2 separate regions of the Triticum aestivum genome follow, and region 2 is linked to region 1. Evidence: chromatin contacts called from public HiCAR-type data. All regions are on one chromosome and are shown on one strand. Each heading gives the region's core, a stretch centred on a gene start, on an enhancer-like site or on the middle of the called end of the contact. The rest is flanking DNA. Distances are from core to core; before and after follow the strand shown. Region 1 holds the start of LOC123123104 (putative ALA-interacting subunit 2). Region 2 holds the start of LOC123123106 (transcription factor PCF6).

Evidence for each region. HiCAR-type assays count read pairs that join an accessible place to other places.
Region 2: a contact with region 1 is called in a HiCAR-type map of leaf, with 4 times the contacts expected there. The contact joins the promoter of LOC123123106 here to the promoter of LOC123123104 in region 1. A contact is called at or near these places in 2 of 5 Hi-C or Micro-C datasets (both in leaf) and 1 of 1 datasets of contacts at active chromatin or transcription factors (leaf).

What each region holds. Positions count from the first base shown.
Region 1 is chr5D:491,270,088-491,275,541 of IWGSC CS RefSeq v2.1, forward strand. LOC123123104 (putative ALA-interacting subunit 2) reads left to right here and starts at 2,149. Exons shown (of 9, transcript XR_006460517.1): 1 at 2,149-2,361; 2 at 2,845-2,906; 3 at 3,004-3,078; 4 at 3,171-3,287; 5 at 3,514-3,584; 6 at 3,681-3,975; 7 at 4,064-4,365; 8 at 4,566-4,650; 9 at 4,762-5,049. LOC123123103 reads right to left here and starts at 1,984. Exons shown (of 7, transcript XM_044543546.1): 1 at 1,804-1,984; 2 at 457-703. The coding sequence starts at 1,898.
Region 2 is chr5D:491,511,023-491,516,476 of IWGSC CS RefSeq v2.1, forward strand. LOC123123106 (transcription factor PCF6) reads left to right here and starts at 3,254. Exons shown (of 2, transcript XM_044543550.1): 1 at 3,254-4,983. The coding sequence starts at 3,759. The coding sequence ends at 4,964.

The DNA.
Region 1 (5,454 bases), core at 899-3,398:
GGAGTAGAACTTTCTTAAATAGTCCACAATGTTATTCTAATTTGAACCAAATAAAAACCACCAACATGCCAATTACAGCTAACCATTGTTTATAAGGCGGTAAGGCAACCTAAGGCGAGCACCACCCACTCTAGCACCTAGGCAACGCCTAAGCGCGGCAGGGCCTTATCGCCTAAGCGTCTAAGGCAGGAGGCCTTAAAAACAATGCAGCTAACAAAGGAAGGAACTGTGGCCTTGATCAAATTCAGTATTAACTAAACTAGAGATAAACATCATAAGTGATATCATAGGAAAAGACTGACTGTGCTTATGGATTTAGGTTACCATGAGTCCATGATTATATTTTATTGCGGACTAAAATATAAAAAGCAAAGTTAACACACCACGGCATTCAGCAGTTGTATCTTGATACTTTCAACAATGTTAAATTCCTATAAACAAGAAAGAAGAGATGACCTTCGGCTTAGCATCCCAAGTTGAAGGTTTGAATGTTGCCAGTCGACGAAGTAAGTCTCCACGCTCCCATGGTCTACAAGATGGTGCAGAATCCAAAGCAGTTCCAGCAGCATCAAAGCTATGAGCAGGCCCATAGGCATGTGGTGCAACATGTGACGAGGAATCAACCCTGGAAGCTTGTCTGCTACCCAACCAATCTATGCTTACTATATTAATTTGCATAGCAGGTGATGAGGCACCAGCAGAACTGAAAAAACAAAAGAGGGTTCAGTGCAAGCAATTGAAAATTAGGAGTTTATGACAAGACTCCCAACAAAGTATTGTGGCCGCCTGGCCGAACACTAAATTGCAAAAGGATGATACTGAAATCAATTTTACCTCCAAAACAATATGGAAAACAAAAACACTTATAAAGCTTTAAGAATTCTAACAAGCAGAAACAGCAGCGCTGCAGACCCAGGTCTGAGAAACTAACGTCCCTCGAAAAAGACTAAGCAATATGGCACCACAAGTTCCAAGAATACCATAAGGTTTGGCATCATCCAGTACCAATGGCACAGTGCATCACTTTATCCATTTTACAGAGGCAACGACCATTAGACAGCACAGATCCTAGGGTTCACAGCTAGGGACAGAACAGCTAATGCAGAAGGCCGAAGATATTTGGTGACTGGTTTGTGATTAACATGGTCACTTGCTCAGGACTCTGCTGAAACCCCTGTTCAGATGGTGAGGTACCCCCTTTTTGATGATTTCAGATGTGCAATATGGCTAGTTAGTTGCGTTTGCTCGCTGCCTCTTCTCTTTGTTAGCCCATGTTTGGCTGGTGGTGCTTTTCCTATATGGCTGTACGATAGTGCTACTAGGTTTTCGCCCTGTAGTTTGTAATCGAGAGAAACTGCTAACAGCGCATAAGTCAAACTCAGCTATCCTTTTCCCTAGTCCTTTCTGAACTTGTTGGATGTTATTTCCTCATCATAACTCGGTTCAGTGTTGAAAGGAAAAAAAAAGGGGGAGGTGCTACAAAAATACAGAGCAAAACCCCCTATATTTTTCACAACAGTAGGTATGAATTGAGCAACCAAATATCTTCCGCTTACACCTAAAAATGATATATGTTCCATCCATAGGAGAGTGGCAGCGTGATGGCTGTAGATTCATAGCCCTCCTCCTACCCAATGGTTTAATCGAACATTTATACACACTGTCGGCTGCCCCGCGAACCCCACCTGCGATCCTACCCTAGGTCTCCGCAGAATCGTGCCCAAAATAAATCCGGCTTTCGTTTCGATTCGGCGAATCTACCACCAGGGGAAGGGGGATGGGGGGGAGCGACGGAGACCGTACCTGGCGACCGGGGTGGGCGGCGGCGACGACGAGCGGACGACGGCGAACTGCGGCTCGGCCGCCGCCCCCGACGAGCTCCTGACCTCCTCCCGCATCTCCTCTCTCTCTCTCTCTCTCCGGCGCCTCTCGCTCCTCTCCTGGGGCGAAATGGGGAAATGAGCCCCTGACCGCGACGCGCAGAGCGAATTAACGGCGGTGCCACCGGTCGTTAGCCCCGTCTCACGCCGTCAACCTCACGGCCCGTTCAACCCAAAGCCCACACTACATGGGCCGGACATGGGCCCCCCTTTGCTGGCCCAAAGCTATCCACCGGGTGGGTCCAGCCCAGGCCCGTATCCTCGTCACTCTCTCTTCGTGCTGACCTGACCCATGGGCTCTCCCACCTGCCCTTCTGCTTCTTCTCCGGCTCCTCTCCCCCGATCTGTCGCCCCTGCGAAGTACGGACTCCGGCGAGCGGAAGGGGCTCTCGCGTCGAGCTCGCGGCCGTGATGGACGAGGCGGGCAGCTCGGCGTCCGCAGGCTCCGCCCCGCGCGGAGGGCGCCCGGCGAGATCGGGAGGTGAGCCAGGTTTTGACCACGCCGCGCGCTTCGATTCGGCCGCTGATGAGCTGTGTAGCGCATCCGTCTGCGTGACTAGGTGGCTCCGTGTGCTAGGGTTGGTAGCTGTCTGCGATCTCGAGAAATTTGTGCGATAAATGCCTCTTAGCTGCTATATATGGATTTACCTCTATCTACGTGTTAGTGTGTTTTATACGGTGGTCGCTTTGACTTTGGTGATCTTAGGTGTGGGCATGCTATGTTAGTGTGTTGCATCCAGAGGCCATTTCGCATAGGGTTAATCCAGTGAGGAAATAAGTCATCCACAACATCATCTAGATCAAGGAAAATGCAAATGTCGATGCGCTATCAGCAAGCTTCGTTGTTTCAGCCTTACTGAAATTGTTTCTTGCACAGTAGGACAGTGAACGTCGTTTACGCACTTACAGACTATAAGTTTCTTCCCTCCTGATGCTATCTAGGTTGATCATGTCGGTTTTGCAGTATTCTATAAATTCACCCAGCAGGATCTTCCAGCTTGGAAACCGGCAATGACACCAGGATACGTAAGCTGGCGCTGACACTAAATATAGGTTTTTACATATGGCATTAAGTATTTGCATAGTACTCCTACCTTATATGGCATTACTTCCGTTGTTGCAGGTGATAGCCATTTTCTTGATAATTGGGATTATTTTTGTACCGGTTGGGCTAATTTGTCTGCAAGCTTCAAACAGAGTAATAATTGATTTCTTTTCTGTCTGATGGATGCTGAATTGGCATTAGTTTGGTTGTCATACTAAATGTGCACTCCTGCTCTGGGTGTGCAGGTTGCAGAAATAGTTCACCGTTATGATATTGATTGTGTACCTGATGCTTACAGAAGCAATAAGCAGGCTTATATCAAAGACAGCTCGATTTCAAAGAAATGTATTCAGAAAGTGAAGGTAGCTTCTTATCAGATCTAGTCAGACCTTATTTCTCCTATTTACTTGTCATCTGACTACAGGCTGGACTATAATTTCTTTGTATAACTGATTGAGTTCAGTTTGGGACTTTGAGATTACATCAGGCACATAATACAGTTTTCTTGTCCTATCTTTGTAATATTTGTATTTACTTATATGTTAATTCTTCAGAAAAATATTGAGACTTGAAAGTGTATATTTACAGGTTCAATACCATATGAAAGCTCCAATTTATGTGTATTACGAACTCGACAACTTCTACCAGAATCATCGTAGGTAATTATACAACTTTAATTTACTGGTCAGCGTCTTAGAAGAAGAAGCACTATGTCCTCTCTTGCTAAACAAAGTGAATCTGTAAATGCTGAACAGGTATATCAAAAGTAGAAGCGATAAGCAACTACGCCATGGGCTCCAATACACTGATAGCTCATGCAGTCCGATAGAAAGGAGCAACGGCCTTCCAGTTGTTCCCTGTGGATTGATTGCCTGGAGCTTGTTCAATGATACTTATGATTTTACCCGTGGGTCCATGGGATTGATGGTTGATAGGAAAAACATTTCATGGAGAAGTGATCGGGAACATAAGTATGGCAAGGATGTCTATCCTTTCAACTTTCAGAATGGATCCTTGATTGGAGGAGGAAAACTTGACCCTGATATACCAGTGAGTACTTCTATATCTAGACTGTTGTTGGTTGCTCATGCAATAGTCTACATTTTCACTTAATGAACAACTTGTGTCCTTTTGCCAGCTAAGCAATCAGGAAGATCTTATTGTGTGGATGCGCGCAGCTGCTCTTCCCCAGTTCCGAAAGCTGTATGGTGTCATTGAAGAGGATATACAAGCTGATGAAACCATTACCATGCACATAACAAACAATTACAATACCTACAGTTTTGGTGGAAAGAAAAGCCTGGTTCTTACAACGTCAACCTGGCTAGGCGGCAAGAATGACTTTCTTGGATATGCATACCTTATCACCGGTTCCTCGAGCATTTTCTTGTGCATTCTCTTTGCTCTGATCCATGTGAAAATCCCAAGGTAATCGATAAGGTGAATGTTTGGAGTTATATCCCGTGTGACCATCTTCTACTTCGTCCACATGTCTCTTAGAGCATGTTGTCTCAAGGCGATAAATACTAGTACTAGGCTTTGGTTTTCTGTTTCTATAACAGCCTAACACTGCACATAACTGTAATGATGATTGCTTTCTTACTGGCTAGATGTTTTTCTCATAACTGATGAATTTGCAGGCCACATGGCGATGCTGCTTACCTATCTTGGAGCAGGAAAAACGGCAATAACTAAGCTTCCGTGCATAGTTTTCTTGTATGTAAGGTATGCGCTCGATGAACACACTAGTCCCCTTGTAAAACATCCATAAACATGTTAGCTTTTCCTGTAACAACATGCAGTTGAAATGACGTTCCAAGTAACTTTGCCGTGCAGAGCTAGTAGGATAGCACCCTTGCCGGAGGTTCCCCGTGGCGTTCTGTCTCGACGAGCGCACCCTGTCTCGAGGGAACCGGAATATAGCAGGTCCAGGTTTCATGCACACTTGGATGCAGACTGCTGAGGATATATCTAGTCGGCCATGGTTCGCTGATGCAGAATTTAGGATGGCCCTGCGACGGCGTCCTTGGAGAAAACTAGGGTCGTGTAAAACTGATATATGTATGTATAAAGCGCCATATAAAACTGATGCTATATGAATATACATACAATCTTTCAGCTTCAGTTTCACTTTCACATGGACAGTGAAGCATGGCGTTGCCTCCGCGTCAAAATCCGTTTTCGCGTGCATTTCTAGGGTAACATCGACGTCGGCGAGAGTGAGGGCTCGGGCACGTTTATCACGTGACGTTGGATCACCACAGCTGCATACGGTAATGTCCCGCGAACGCGGAAGCAGGTTTGTTTGCGCACGCTTTTCTCTGGCGTGTCTTCATCTTCCCCTGCTTCCTCCATCGCGTCCGGAACAACCAAACCAAACCAAACCCACCGCGACGTGACCATCTCTTCCCCCGATAGTCTCCGGCGCTCCACGTCCCATTGCCTCAGACGACAGTCCCACCCGAGCTTGCTCGCAGATGACTAGCCAGCGCAGGCATGAGGATCGACGACTATGCCTTTGGTCGTGCG
Region 2 (5,454 bases), core at 2,004-4,503, 240 kb after region 1:
CTGCATGGACGTAATACATGCACAAGTACACGGCAAGACTTGTCTTTTTCATTAATATGCAGATAAACAAGTACGGATCTTACAGAACACGAGCATGGATAAAGAAGGTTATATGATTAAGATTAAAGTTTGGCAAGTGCCTACATATTTTGGACTAAAACGAGATAAGTGCCCCGTAATCCCTTTCTTGTCCCTCTCCTCCTAGGAACTACAGGGGGAGGCGAAGAGGGCGAAAGGAGTGCCTGGGCAGAAGCCCAGCCTGACCCTGCTGGGCCCCACTAAGAGCAGCCTGACAAGATCGAGAGTGGCGAGGCTGCGAAGGAGGGGGCGGGGGAGCAGCTCGGCGGTGCCCTGGTCACCACCACCATGGCCAGCAAGACACCCCAGCATGGGCCCCGGTAGGGAGCGGCTGCCGGAACCCAGCTGGAAGGCTGCTGGAGGAGGCGAGGGCACCAAGAGAACATCCCCTCCCTGGCTACCGCCCGAAGAAGCTGGTGATGACGGTGTCGGGGAGGGAGGGGAGGAGCGAAAAGATGAGGCAGCGGGCCAGCAATACGAGACAAAGGCGTCGGTGCCATCATACTCTGACCTGACGGCCTGCCACCCGCCTTCTCCGTCCCTGCCTTTTCTTTCCTCGTCACTGTCGCTCAGGGAGGACGCCGAGCCTTTGTCCCGTCGCCTCCCCTGAAGCGGCTGGCGACGGCGGCACTCCAGGCGCACGGGGAGTGCCACTACTCACCTTGGAGGGCAGGAGGGCGCCGCCATCTTCAGCGTCATCCCCAACCTCGCCGAAAGAGCGGTGCCGGGGTTACTCAAGATCCCAAGTGCATCCCTGTGGGCAAACGCCAGAGGCCCTGCAGGCTCCGCTGACGGGTCAGCGAACTCCACCAACCTGCGGCAGAAGCGACGCTCCCTCCTTGGACGGCGAGCTCCCGTGGGGAGGGTAGGCGTTTCTCCATCATGAAGAAACTCAGCCCCCTCCACACCGTGGTTGATGCGGCGTTCGCCAACACGTCGCCGCAAACCGCGATCACCACGCCTCCCGCAGCCCTGGACCAGACTCACTCCCCGAGCAATGGCGCTAGCCTCCAAGACCATCGTTCCCGAACGGAGAACCGGGGCTTGGCCCCGATCTCTCCCCCTCAGCATGACGAAGAAGAAGGCGGAAGTGCGCGGATGGATACCTCCACTCCCCATAGTGCTCCCCTTTTTATAGGCGAGCCAGGGCCGAGCGCTGATCCTCCACCTACGCGTGGGGGCTCCACTGAGTCCGACCCACCCGAGCTGCGAACGGTGGCCGAACCCATCGGCCGCCCTCTTACACCAATCCGATAAGTTCAGGTCTGTGCCATGAAGCATTTTCCAACACCACACCTCCACTACCTACCCCACTCGCTGCATGTAATATACGCGGCAAAGGATAAGGGTGTGGTGGGATGAGTGAATTGGCAGTTACTCCCCCGTGGGTTAAAGTCATTGACGGGCCATTACAGAGATGGCCCCACCACATTTGGCATCCCGCGACGCGCGGGAAAGCGGGAAACTGACTCGAGCACAGATTAATGAAGAAGCAGAGAAAATCCCAAGAAATAAGCTACCACAAGCTCTTCGCCTGTGTACTGGATAGGGCCTACCCCGACAACGCTCAGCAGCGCGTTCGAGCTAGGCCCGGGGGCTTCTATCGATGCAACAAACCCTGGTGTATGTTGCCTGGACTATACACAGGCTCGAGGGCAAGTTTACACCATCCACGACAAGGCCAAAGCAGAAGAAATAGCCCTTTGAGGAATCAAAGGGCGGATCAAAAAGACCAAGACAAGCCAAAGGAGCAAGATATCACTAAGGAAGAACCTCCCTTGCCGGGTAGGCGAGCTCGGTCAGGTCGAGGCTGCGCCAAAGACAAGTCTCAAGACTTCCTCGGCAGGCTTGCCCGGGACACCGAGGACGCCAACCCCGCCAAGGCACCACCGCTCCACCGCACAGCGACTCAAGTCACTTATCAGTGCGGTGTCGAGCCCTCAAGTGATTAAGTGGTTGTCCTCTGGCACGTGGCAGCCATTTGAGGAGAAGATCCACCCTGCATGACTCCCGTCCTGAGGCGTGTCAGGCAGACAGGGCGAGAGACAGCTAAAGTAGCGTGGCAAGGCTTGCCGGGCTACTCCCACGACGTGACACTAAGCGGTGCATTTAGTGCGCCCTGTCCTGTCTGCAGAGTTAGGTATGATAGCACTGTTTGATGTCTAATCAGTGCGTAATGACTACTTTGCCATTGTGGTGACTCCTTGACCTATAAAAGGAGGGCCGTGGCAACCTTAGAAAGGACTCGGACCCTTGTACACTCACTCGCGCGTAGCTGCCCTCGTCCCAAGGCGACCTTGCCGGGCTTGGGCGCCGCGTCTCCACTACGGTCCTCTCATCAACCCACCAAAATAGGAGTAGGGTTTTACGCCTCGCGGCGGCCCGAACCTGGGTAAATACTGCCCGTGTCACCGCTGCCGTGCTGCTCTATGGCCTCCGCTCTTTGTGCAACGTGCCCGTCCCCCTTGCCGAACAACAAAGGGGCCGACGACCCCATAGGTGATCGTGTTGTACCGCGACACAAGCTAGCGCATGGGAGCTTGAGGCCCGCATGCCGCACGAACCAAAACAACCTGAGATCCCCTATTTCCGTGTGTCGCCCATGAACTGGGGTGTCTCTCGACGCGACATCGCCGATGCTGTTTCTTCCCTGGCCCTGGCTGGCCTCCGCGGCCGCACACTTCAGGAGCACATCGCAGGCGCAGTCACGTGCATGCATCAAGTGTAGGTGGGATAGGGCTGGCACCCACTATTATCACTAAGTCCGCAAAATTATAAATCAGTGCATGAAAGGGCTTGCGAAAGTGGCATGACGAAGTGTAGTGATCAATCTCATCTCCTTATGATAGATCACTCGTCGTGAATAGATGGACAACAAAAGCACCATTAGCCAGGGTGGCGAAGAGAAAAAGCGACAACACAGACGATACAAGCGCATGACCATTTGATTCTGCCGTTGCAACTCACCGGCACATGTGCTAGTAAAATAAAATAGTGAAAAATCGAACACACGGAGAGCCCGGCGAAGGAAGACCCGAACGTGTAGGTGCATACGTTCGGGTCGCCGTCGCATCGAGCTAGTGTCGTGGTGCGTCGGCCGTAAAGCGACCGTGCCGCCGCCGCAAAGGCGAAGGCGAACACCGTTCCTATTCCTACGCGCCAGCATCGACAAGTGTGTGGAGCAGAGCCAGTCAGCAGCGAGCAGCGCTGCTGCGCCGCTGCCGCCGCCGCAGCTAGGCAGATCTGACAGCCCGACGCCACGGCCGGGGTCCCCCTGCAAAGCCTGCCGCCGCCACTGTTTCCCGCGCTGCCGCGTGCGGAGAGAGAAGAGAAGGCAGCGCGTGCGAGCGAGCGAGCGAGCGAGCTCAGCTGCTGCATCGGGGCGGGGCGAGAAAAAAAGGGCGGCGCCAACGAACGATCAGGCAGGGGTGCAGTGCAGTGCAGCTGAGCTGCGGTAGCTCGTAGGGGCAGTATCGTAAAAGACAGACGCGCCGGCTGGGCGGGGCAAATCTGCTTGCCGGAAAAGGCCGAGCCGCGAGCCGTTGTTGGCGTTGCCACTCTAGCCAGCTCCAGCTCCAGCCCTGACACGCGCACAGCGCAGCCGAAACGGCTGCTCCCCGTCCCGAGCGCAATAAAAGGGGGCCTCGCTGGCTCTCGCCGCAGCGTATGTACGGGGCTGGATGGAGTCGGCCGACGCAGCGGGTGGGGCGGCCGGGGACGGGGCGCCGCCGGGCCGCGGCTCCTCGGCCAAGCGCATGCGCGGCGTGATTGGCAGCGGCGGCGGCGACGGCATGGAGGTGGTGCCGTGGGGGTCGCCGCCGCCGCCGGGCCAGCAGCCGGCGCAGCTCCAGGGGTCGGCGTCGCGGATCTGCCGCGTGAGGGCGTCCGGGGGCAAGGACCGGCACAGCAAGGTGTACACGTCCAAGGGCATCCGCGACCGCCGGGTGCGGCTCTCCGTGCCCACGGCCATCCAGTTCTACGACCTGCAGGACCGCCTCGGCTTCGACCAGCCCAGCAAGGCCGTCGAGTGGCTCATCAACGCCGCCTCCGCCGCCATCGACGAGCTCCCCTCCCTCGACCCGGCCGCCTTCGCCAACATGCCGGCCGACCACCAGGCCGCGCCCCGCGCCGGCAAGCAGCAGCAGCAACCGCAGGGCAGCAGGTCCCTGTGCAGCAGCACGTCGGAGACCAGCAAGGGGTCCGAGCTCTCGCTCTCGCGCTCCGACGGCCGCGTCGGCGGCGGCTCCTCCCGGGACAAGGAGGTCACCGTCGCCAGCAACCCCTCCGCGCAGGCCGGGTCCTTCACCGAGCTGCTCACCGGGGCGGGGGCGGGGGCGGCGTCGGCCGGCGCGGCCATTGCCTCCGCGGCTCCGCGCAGGCAGTCCTGGCAGCAACAGCCCGTTTCCGCGGTCACCGCGGACCGCGTCGGCATCGCGCACCCCGGTAAAGGCGCCGGCGCGCAGGTGGTGCCGACGTACCCCGGCTTCAGATTCGGCAATGCGCCCCCGTTCGGCATGCAGCCGGCGCAGCCGTTCAACTTCGGCCCCTCCGCCCAGCACCAGATGACGCAGTTCTCGCTCGTCCAGGGCGGGCTGGCGGCGGCTCCGGCTCCGGCTCAAGCCGGAGACTACAGCCTCGACTTCTCGATGAACTCCGGTTACATGGGTGCCAGCAGGGGGCCCCTTCAGTCCAATTCGCCGCACTTCTCCAGCCACCACCAGCAGCAGCAGCAGCAGCGGCAGCTCCAGGACCTGGACGACGGTCCGAGCCCTCCCTTCCTGTACGAGAACGCCGCCGCCGCCGCCCCGCATCTCACGGCGACCGCGGCGATGCAGCTGTGGAACGGGTTCTCGCACGCCGGCATGAAGGAGAAGAGCAAGAACTGATCACCCCGATTCTCCAGCGGTAAGACTGTCTCGCCCCCTTATTACCATTGATTGATTGATTGATTCAAGATTAGATTCGTTATATTGGCATGGCTGCAAACTTTTTGGCACTGCTCGAGGTGTCCTCGTGTCCTTCAAAGTGCACAAATCATGCTTGGGTACGAAGGACGGGTGTCGAAATCTTAGCGGCAGGTGTCTGCATTTAGCTGAATTTGCATGGTTTGAGCCAAACAGGTGTCGATTGCTTCCCTTTGGGAGGGGATTTTGCATCGCAGGAGACCGGCCAATCACATGGGCTGTGAATTGTGATTGCCCGGCATTTTGCATTTCCCCTGGTAATACAGTAATAGTAGTATGATCATCACAGTAATTCATTATCAAGGCCACAGTTGCTAGTTTTGGGCACAACCTCTATAACAACATTTGTCAGCTTCATCTTAATGTAGTTACTGTTCATATATATCTTTGCCACGACACTGATATTTATCGT